Regions from separate parts of the Hordeum vulgare genome. Here all the other regions are linked to region 1. A link is a contact called in public Hi-C data. All regions are on one chromosome and are shown on one strand. The core of a region is the stretch at or near the end of the contact, and the rest is flanking DNA. Distances in the headings are between cores, read along the strand shown. Region 1 holds the start of LOC123426607. Region 2 has its middle 140 kb from the start of LOC123430236. Region 3 holds the start of LOC123426605 (OVARIAN TUMOR DOMAIN-containing deubiquitinating enzyme 12).

Region 1 (2,879 bases), core at 110-2,609:
GTAATTGGCTGGGAGAGTCTTGGGCTTGTTGTTCCTTTTCTTTGGTTGCTCCTACTGTAGTGGTGGTGTGTGTGCTTGTACTGCCACTGTACCTCATTGTATCCTGATTCTATCATTTGGTTAAGATGCCCGTCGTACTTCACTAAAAAAAAAAATCTGACACAGAGTTAGAAGGATCAAGGTGCTGAGCAGGGAGGCTTCAGATGGGATGTGTGTCTTGAATTTGGTCTCTGGAAAATGAATTTGCTGGATTGATAACGTGCACTACATGGACAACCCACTTGAGGTATTTTGCAGGAAGAGGTATACATACATAAAGTTTGTACAAACGATAAGAGAAAAAAAAAAAAGAATTGAGCGTAGCTCAGATGGTTCCTTGTGGTGGAACCAGCCCACCCAGGTTCAAATTCTAGACTTGGCTCGGGTGCTCACATTTTCCTGGATTTATTCCAAGAATTCCGACGATGTTCGTTCAGTGGGAGACACGTTTGTGGTGACTTTGTCAATCTCAAGATGTGATATCTCGGTCTCCGAGAGATGCTCATAGGGATAGGGCATGGGTGCATATGTTCATAGGGGTGAGTGTAGTGTTTGTGATTTGTACTGTGTTTCTAGAAGAAAAAAGGGTAAGGGAAAAGATGTACCTGCTGAGACTCACAACCTCAATGCCTTTAGCTACTGCAGCTCTGCATATAGCAGAACCGACAAATCCACTTCCTCCCAAGACTACAATCTGCAAGCATTTGGAAGTATTTCAGGAAATCCAATCTTATTGGAGAAACATACATCAAGTAGTCAAGTTCATGCCTTCTCTGTTTTCACGTCGGCTACGACATCGATTGGCGTAGAAGAGTAATCTTCTCTCACACCGGGGGCAGCAAACCTGCACTTGGTTCGCAGCCTGCGTAATAATAAGGGACAATCGTGTCAATGCAAAGTAAGACGAAATACCCGTTCATTATTACACGCATAATTTTGCAGTGATCACTCGGTCGACGAGAGCAGAAACCAGGTGAGAAAGGGAGGGAGACGGGGAGAGAAACCTAGAGAAGTGAGCCACGGAGGAGGCGGCAGGAGACGTGCGGAGCGTCGCTGCCGCTGCTGATACGGGCGCGCACCGACGAGGCGGAAGGGACGGATTCGCCGGCGCCGGTGGCCGGACGAGCAGTGTCGAGGGGGACATGGGCCCGGTCGCGGGATCCGCGCGGGGTGGGGGACGCTTTCTCTCTTTCCGCTTCTTCTCTTGCCCCCGCGTCGGCGAAGGGTGGCGACGGGAACGGCTGGGCGGGGAGTGGGCGAACGGCGTGGGGCGTGGGGCGTGTGTCTCGTTTCGTTTCCGGTGGCTGTGGCTCGCTTCGCTCCGCTTGTTTTTCCTGTGGCTCTGGCCTGGTGTGGTCTAACGTGGTGTGAGTAGCATGTGACACGCGCGCAGTCGACATGAACACCGGCCCCAGTCGTCGGATCATCAAATCGCCGCTGAGGCCAACTCTAGCTCGTGATCCATCCTGTTCCTCGCGTCCGTTTGGGACAAAACACATACGTTCATACGGTTCAGAGCGCGCGGAAACGAACCTTTGTCCCTTTTTTATCCGTTTTTGATCCATTTCCTATTTAAACTTGGTTTGGTTTTGAGATGAAACGAACGCTGCGCGCACGGGCTGGACGCGCGCTTGTCCTTCCATGGCCCGCCCGTCGGTGGCACAAAGCAGCACAGTTTTCCCATCCCCACGCCCCGTTACATTTCATTTTCTCTCAAAACCCTCCCACGCCCCGCCACCCCCTCCGTACGCCATCCTCCCGTCATGGCTGATTGTTGAAAATATGAGCAATTTATCATAGGACTTTATTAACAAAAAAAGTAGATAAAACATGACTACCATGATAGAGATGAAACAAGACAGATAATATAAAGATGAGACAAGAAAAGACATGTGCACATATGATCTAGAAGAGAAAATATATAGAGTCGTTCTATATACACAAGAAGGCATCTAAAAAGATGAGCAGAAACGGAACATAACTAGAAGAGAAACTAGAGCAAGAAGTTGCGACAGGAACTCAAGCAAAAGGAACAAGAGCACGTACTGAGTTGCAGCAGCAGTAGGGTTGGTGTTGGCGTTGTTAGTGGCCATGTTACCGAGGAGGTGGTCGACGTCGGGGAAGAAGTCGTCGTCCGGGAAGTGGTCGTCGATTTTCGTGATGAAAGCCAATAGTCGCGCTGAGCGCTCCCCAAAAACCTTATCACCCTTCTCCCGTACAGGAGTCGAAGAGACGGAGTTTCGGAGGCCTACTGTCCCGACGTACGATGCACGTCGCAAGTCGGGATGGGGAAGAACGTAGCAGCAGCACAAAGAATGGAACCGGTGGCGAGAGGAAGTTCGGATGCGTATATTTGGAGAGGAGCGAGAGGCCAGCGACGGGAGCCGAAGGAGACGAAACGAACAGACAGTTCATGTTCAGTTTCCACTACAACAAAAACGTCCGGCTTCCGAGTTTTCGTATACCAGTCGTGCGCGGCAAAAATTTAGTTCGGCTCGGCTCATTCCCGCAACCGGCGGCGCGTCGTGACGAGGCGAGGCGGGCGGCGGAGGAGGAGCGCGCGTGTATGCCTCTCTTGTTCTCAAGCTCATACATGTGTCGAAACATCCTTCCTTGTAAGGAGGTCCAACTCCCACTAAACTAGCAGTGTGGGGCTAAACTTATCGACCTCTTGCCTTGCACGAATGGGCTGCGTGAGCCTCTAGGATTTATTATGAATTTTTAAAATTAGTATTGGGCTGGCCCAAAATAATAGATAAAATTTCAGCAATCCCCTACCAGATCCCAGAAGCACACAAAATTTGGCTTTGGTTCCAAAACACTGTTTTATATACCGATAC
Region 2 (2,879 bases), core at 151-2,650, 440 kb after region 1:
ACAGAACATTAGGGCGAATCAACTTAAGTCCAAACGACCGTTATTCCACTCATTTTTTAATACTCATTCAATTTTTTAATACTCATTCAATTAAACATTTATAAAATACTCATTCAATTAAACATTTATCAAATACTTCTTTAACATTTATCAAATACTCATTCCACATTAAGTATTAAAAAATGTTTAATTGTTCAAAATTTACTAAACTCATTAAACAATTTTTAATACTCATTCAATTTTTATTTTATAATTTTCCATATTTTCTAAAATCTATTCAATATTTTACAAATACCTTTTCAACATTTTTACTAATTATTTAACATTTTAAAATAATTATAAAACAGTTTTGATAGTTGTTCAACATTTTTTAAATGTTTTTTTGAAGATTGTTTCTTGTAAAAAATACCTCCTACTATTGGGTGTAGGTAAACCCATGTTTTATGTACTACCTTGTGTATATATAGATACATACTATTTTAAAGTATAAAAAATACAAAAATAAAACAAAAAGAAGAAAAAAAAACAGAAAAGCAGGCAGTGTCCTCCTGCGCGGACGGGCCGGCCCGTCTGGGGCTCCCCGAAGCGAGAGCTTCCCTTTGTTTTGCTCAGAGCGAGACATAGGGGCGCCCGCCCGAGACGCCATGCTGCTTGCAGTGGCAGCTTCTAATCCTTGCATCACCAATACTGCACCGTGCCGAACTGCCAATGAATCGTACAGTTATTTACTAGTCTCGCAGTGGATGCCCGTCCAGCAGTGAGGATCCGTGAGGCCATGTGTATTGTTTTGTTTTGTTTGGTTCCTTCTCTGCGGCAACCGGGGTGAGTTGGCAGATGCAGATCCATGCATGGCAGCGCAGCGCAGCACGTAGTCCTGCCTGCCTCGCCTGTCGTTTGGTGGAAGCAGTGAAGATAGAGGCAGAGGTGCTCCTACTGTACTCGGTTTCTTTCACTTTTCTGTTTGGTGCAGCAACTGCAACGCGTACAGGTACAGTCGGACGGGCAGGTGGCCACATCACATATCATATCGCTGCTGGCGCACTGCTCTGCTCCGCTCAGTTTTGATGAAAGGAGGAGTGATAAAAATTGCAAGTAACAGGGACAGCGGTATCTGCGGGATTCTGTTCGGCAGCTTTTCAAAAATGAAATTTACCCTATGACAAACTAGTAGGCTGGAACCAAAAGATGGAGTACTCAAAAATCTCTCTCCGTATCCTCAAAAAAAAAAAAAAAAAAAATCTCTCCGTGCCGCTGTCACGGTTTGTTGTACCCGGGGGGCAAGCGTGTGACACACATGCATGCATGCATGCATGCGACAGCTGCGCCACGTACTGTTCAACAGTGGGCGCCGCAGCACGGCACGATGACCAGGACGCCAGGAAAAGCCAACGGCGAATACGCCGTGCCGTGCCGTGCCGTGCGTGGTGGGGCTTTCGAGACGCGGCGTGGCCGCATGCACGCCGCGCGGCGGCCTTCTCTTCTCTCGGCGTGCGATTTATCTCTTCCACTACCACCAGTACTACTCTACTTCCTTTGCCTTTGCTGGTCAAGATAAGCCGGGCGGGGATGCTAGTGTACCGTCCATGTCACCAAGAAAACAAAGCTCCATCGTATGCAATTATGTGCCGAATATTTTGTCACGTCTTCACGTCAGCGTCGTCTACTTTGTTGACAAAGAATGGATGGATTCCAGCTGCCAGTGCCGTGTCATCTCGAGTCATTGCTAGGGTTGCTTTGTCACTTTCGTCCAACCGTCCTCGCTTGAACCAAGAAGATTAACCGCAGGACCGGACACCGTGAGCGTGATGTGGCTCGCTCCACAAGAAAAGCACAAAGGCTTCAACGTCTATCTTCTCACCGTCTTTGTCGAACAAGATGGGCTATACAAATTTTGTTTGGACGCCACGGTTTTGTGTTGATTTATCTCCACATTATACCACTCGTTAGGCCAGACCAACGTTTTGTCCAACCACTTCAATAAACTACATTAATGAGCCATTTCATGGTCAAGTCGTATAACACCCAATCCAATCCAATAGCTCAAACAAGCTACTACTCCATCCGTATGATGGCCTCTATCTCCCTAGCTAGCTACTGGACGTCTCCATCCCGTCAACTTCAACAAATTCAGCTGAAAAGAACGGACGCACTAATCACATTCAGGAAAGCATGGCAGGTTGGCATCAAATGACACCACCACGATTATAGCTTGACGTGCACTGCGCCTGGCTGCGAGCAACTAAAATAGACTCGCCTACAGAAAAATGACGGGACACGCATATGGACCACCCGTAATTTGGATGCGTCCCCATTTTCCTGTCCACTTGCTACGAGATGGATTGACGTTGTTTCCAGGTTCGACTAGGCATGTGTTAAGTTTGGTTTAGTTGAGAGGTTTAGGTCGGTAGTAGTTGCCGCGCGTGTGTGAAATTTCAAGTGTGGACAGGAGAAAGAGATGGATTGGTACCCGCCGGGAAAGATTTCTCGTCACATCGTTGCCAGTGCCCGTCGCTACCGCTACAACATCTACAGTTTTTCTTTTTTGCGGAGTTCTTTCTACTCCTTTCGTTATCATCATTACTATACGTATGCGTTTATTAGTCCTCTTCTGGGTCAAAATTTGATTATATTGCCTAACAAAATGTTAATGCATGTCATCAAAAGTTAAATTGTTGAATTCGTATTTGAATGGAGTTTTCAATGATAATATTTGCCTATGTATAACTTATATTTTGTTAGTTAAAATCACTGTCAAAATATAACCCACAATAAGAGGGGACTAGTAAACATGAAAAAAGATAGTAATTAAGTAGATAGTAGTAACTTAGCATGGATAGAGGCATAGAGCTCTCACAACGGAGAGCAAAACTTGGTTATCA
Region 3 (2,879 bases), core at 176-2,675, 270 kb after region 1:
AACGGGGCGGCCGCCCTGGGCCCCTGGGAGGGAGGGGCCCCGTCCCAGGTAGTATTACAAATATGTAATAGTATATTTTTTATTTAGATCCAGAAAAATAGGAGGAAGAAAAAAATACAAACCCACAACATAGCTAGCTTTCCCGGACCCAAAGAATCGGTCCCTAGTTCACTATGCTGCTACATCACTCCATCGATCTCCTACGGTCATCTCGCCTCCTCGGCTCCTAAAAAAATCTTGCCTCCTCCGCTCCTCCCCCAAATTCTCCAATCCTGGAGAATAGCGTCGTCGCTTCCGTTCACTTCCAATTTCGAGATGGTGCTCCCGTGCATCCATTAATGGAGACCGATGGTGCTATTCCCTTCTCCAATCACCTCTCATAGCATCCTCAGTGTTCCCCATCAATAGACGTTTGAGGCATCACCACATCAGAGATGGTACGTCTCCCTCCTTAGCCTAATCAAGTACTCTTTTCATTCGCTGTTAAACAACCCGCCCCTCCTCTTCTGATTGCTCCACCCGACATCTTCAAGTCTTCTCTTCCTAGTTCCTACTCTTTTGTTGGCCTGTTCTTCGAACCTTCATTGGATCCAGGGAAACACCATCGACAATTGGACATCAAGCCATATGCCCATATCCAAATGCTTTTGTTCCATGTATTAACAGTTTTTCTGCAATTATTTGGTGATATGTGTTCTAACAAATGTTTATCTGTGAGAAAAGAAAGTAAAAAAATAAATAAATGGTTCAAGTTGCTATCAGTTTTGACAATGTTTTCATACTTAGAAGAGCAAGATTTGTGCAACTTAAAAGAACGCTTTTTTGTAGAACTATATTATTTCCATACTATTATGATGTAGTTCTTTCGACCATCAATCTATGCTATGTACATAATTGCTTTCAAAATATAATATACTCTTAATTTTTATTTGTATACAAGGACCTCATTTTGTCGTCTCGCCCCAGGGCCCCGAATATGTATGGACCGGCCCTGGACATCATCACGTGCACGCGCAACTACTCAATAATATGATGAAGCATATGTGAATGGAAACTAAAGAGTCGATGATTGATTATGCACTTCAATTTTTTTTATGTAAACGCTATTTATGTCCGGTACTAACATTTTTACGTACGACAATGATTTATGCGATCCACGTGTATGGTTTTGCATATATGAGAATTCGAATATGAGATATATAAATGTTAAAAGTAAAATATAAAGATGTGTGAATGCATCAACAAGCATGTCTGTAGACGTCCATGTGTCAGATTTGACGAGTCGGGTTGTATTCCCTCTATATCTAAATAATTATAGTAGGAAAGAACTAATACATTTATTTTGGTACAGATAGATGCTATGACCGGCTCTTCGGCGCTGGGTCGGTGGTGGGTACGCCGTACGCGTGAGAAACCGCGTCAGCGGGCTAGAAGCGCAACGGAAGCAATCAAATCGCAGTTCGTACTTACTCCGCGTCGCCATCCGCATCCGCATCCGCTTTCCGTTTCTTCCATTCAACCTCCACCCACCCAAGCCCCACAAAATAAAAGCGCCTCAACGAGGAACCTCGCCCGTTCCTCCAATCTCCTCCTCGCCGCCGCTCTCAAATTCATACCTCGCTCATCCCGCCGCAGGTATGCTCCAGTGCTCTAGAGCCTCTCCCGTGATTGGGGAAATATTTTCCTTGGTCTTGGGGGGAATTTCTTTGCGCGATAGCAGGAAGATTGATTGAGTTATTAGGAGATCTTGCCTAGTCCGTCGGAGATAACGGTTCTTTCGCGATGTATCCTTCTATGCAAACTCGATGAGGTCCCTGCCGCCACCCCCCCCCCCCCCCCCCCCCCCCCCCCGGTACCACTCGCGCTTGCTCCCGATCTGGGAATGTCGGCGGAGCTTAGGTAGCGTGTTTAGTTGCTCTATGTGCAAATTTTGATGTTTGCCGGTGATTAGAGTCCGAATTTGTATAGTTGGGATTCGGCCACAATCAATGCTCAAACGCGGAGTCAACGATTTGCTTTGTGTGTGTGGGATTGGACATCCTGAGGTGCTAGTCGCGACTGGAAAAGGCATCTTTAATCGGAAGCCAACTTTGTCATAGCGTGCCACATATTTTTTGCCAACTTTTCTAAGCTTGCGTGCACAAAATCTTGGCCACAATTGGGCTTGGCTAAGAGAATCTTGCTGCATCTTGAAGTGCGGCGAAGCATAGCTGGGAACCAAACAGCCACTAGGATTCTGTGTGGGAGCAATAGGTAGGTATGATCCATTGTGTCATGTGGATACAGTTGACTAGGCTAGCTCCCTTCGACCTGCCAAAATAATTCTCTTAGATTTTTGAAACATATGGCTTCACTGGCTTTGGAAGAGATAGCACATAAGTTAGTTCAAAACTCTGATTGAAGAGATATTGCAATGTGCCAATGTCCATGAGACTAACCACCCAATTCTCTGCTCTATAATCATGACTCTCCTAGTCTACTTATACCATGGGAGTGCTTGTTTTACGCTCAACATCCATTTCCATATTGCACACATCATTAGATATTAATCATGGGAGTACTTGTTTTAAGCTCAACATCTATTTCCATATTGCACACGTATCATCAGATATTAATTATATATGCGCAATCATTGGTTCAAGCATACAGATCCAATTTCAGTAGAAGTGGGCACGTAGTTATATTTATACCATATATTGTTATAACCTATATGGGATCCTTGGGAATATTTCATTGAGTTTGTTAAAAGTTAATGCATATTAAGCGTGCCATATGCAAACCTGGTTACATTAAAGAATGATTACGCAAATATTATACACCGATAAACAAGTAGTAGATGTTAGTGTGTGCGCATTTTACAGCTAAGTCAGTTATTAGAG

The links. A called contact is a pair of places that touch in the nucleus more often than the background predicts.
Region 2: a Hi-C map of seedling shows a contact between it and region 1, with 3 times the contacts expected there. The contact joins the enhancer-like site here to the promoter of LOC123426607 in region 1. A contact is called at or near these places in 2 of 6 Hi-C or Micro-C datasets (leaf and seedling).
Region 3: a contact with region 1 is called in a Hi-C map of seedling, with 5 times the contacts expected there. The contact joins the promoter of LOC123426605 here to the promoter of LOC123426607 in region 1. A contact is called at or near these places in 5 of 6 Hi-C or Micro-C datasets (leaf, seedling and an unstated tissue) and 1 of 1 datasets of contacts at active chromatin or transcription factors (embryo).

The regions. Positions count from the first base shown.
Region 1 is chr2H:451,732,485-451,735,363 of MorexV3_pseudomolecules_assembly, reverse strand. It overlaps LOC123426607, which reads right to left and starts at 1,359. Exons shown (of 7, transcript XM_045110476.1): 1 at 1,044-1,359; 2 at 808-901; 3 at 645-733. The coding sequence starts at 1,183.
Region 2 is chr2H:451,292,217-451,295,095 of MorexV3_pseudomolecules_assembly, reverse strand. No RefSeq gene overlaps it. Among protein-coding and RNA genes, the nearest start is that of LOC123430236, 140 kb to the left of the region's middle. Within about 2 kb of position 1,400, at least 3 of the 3 cell types and tissues checked have open chromatin away from gene starts, as enhancers often do. A contact at or near this core is called in leaf and seedling, where this site is marked.
Region 3 is chr2H:451,467,472-451,470,350 of MorexV3_pseudomolecules_assembly, reverse strand. It overlaps LOC123426605 (OVARIAN TUMOR DOMAIN-containing deubiquitinating enzyme 12), which reads left to right and starts at 1,425. Exons shown (of 10, transcript XM_045110467.1): 1 at 1,425-1,635. It also overlaps the pseudogene LOC123426604.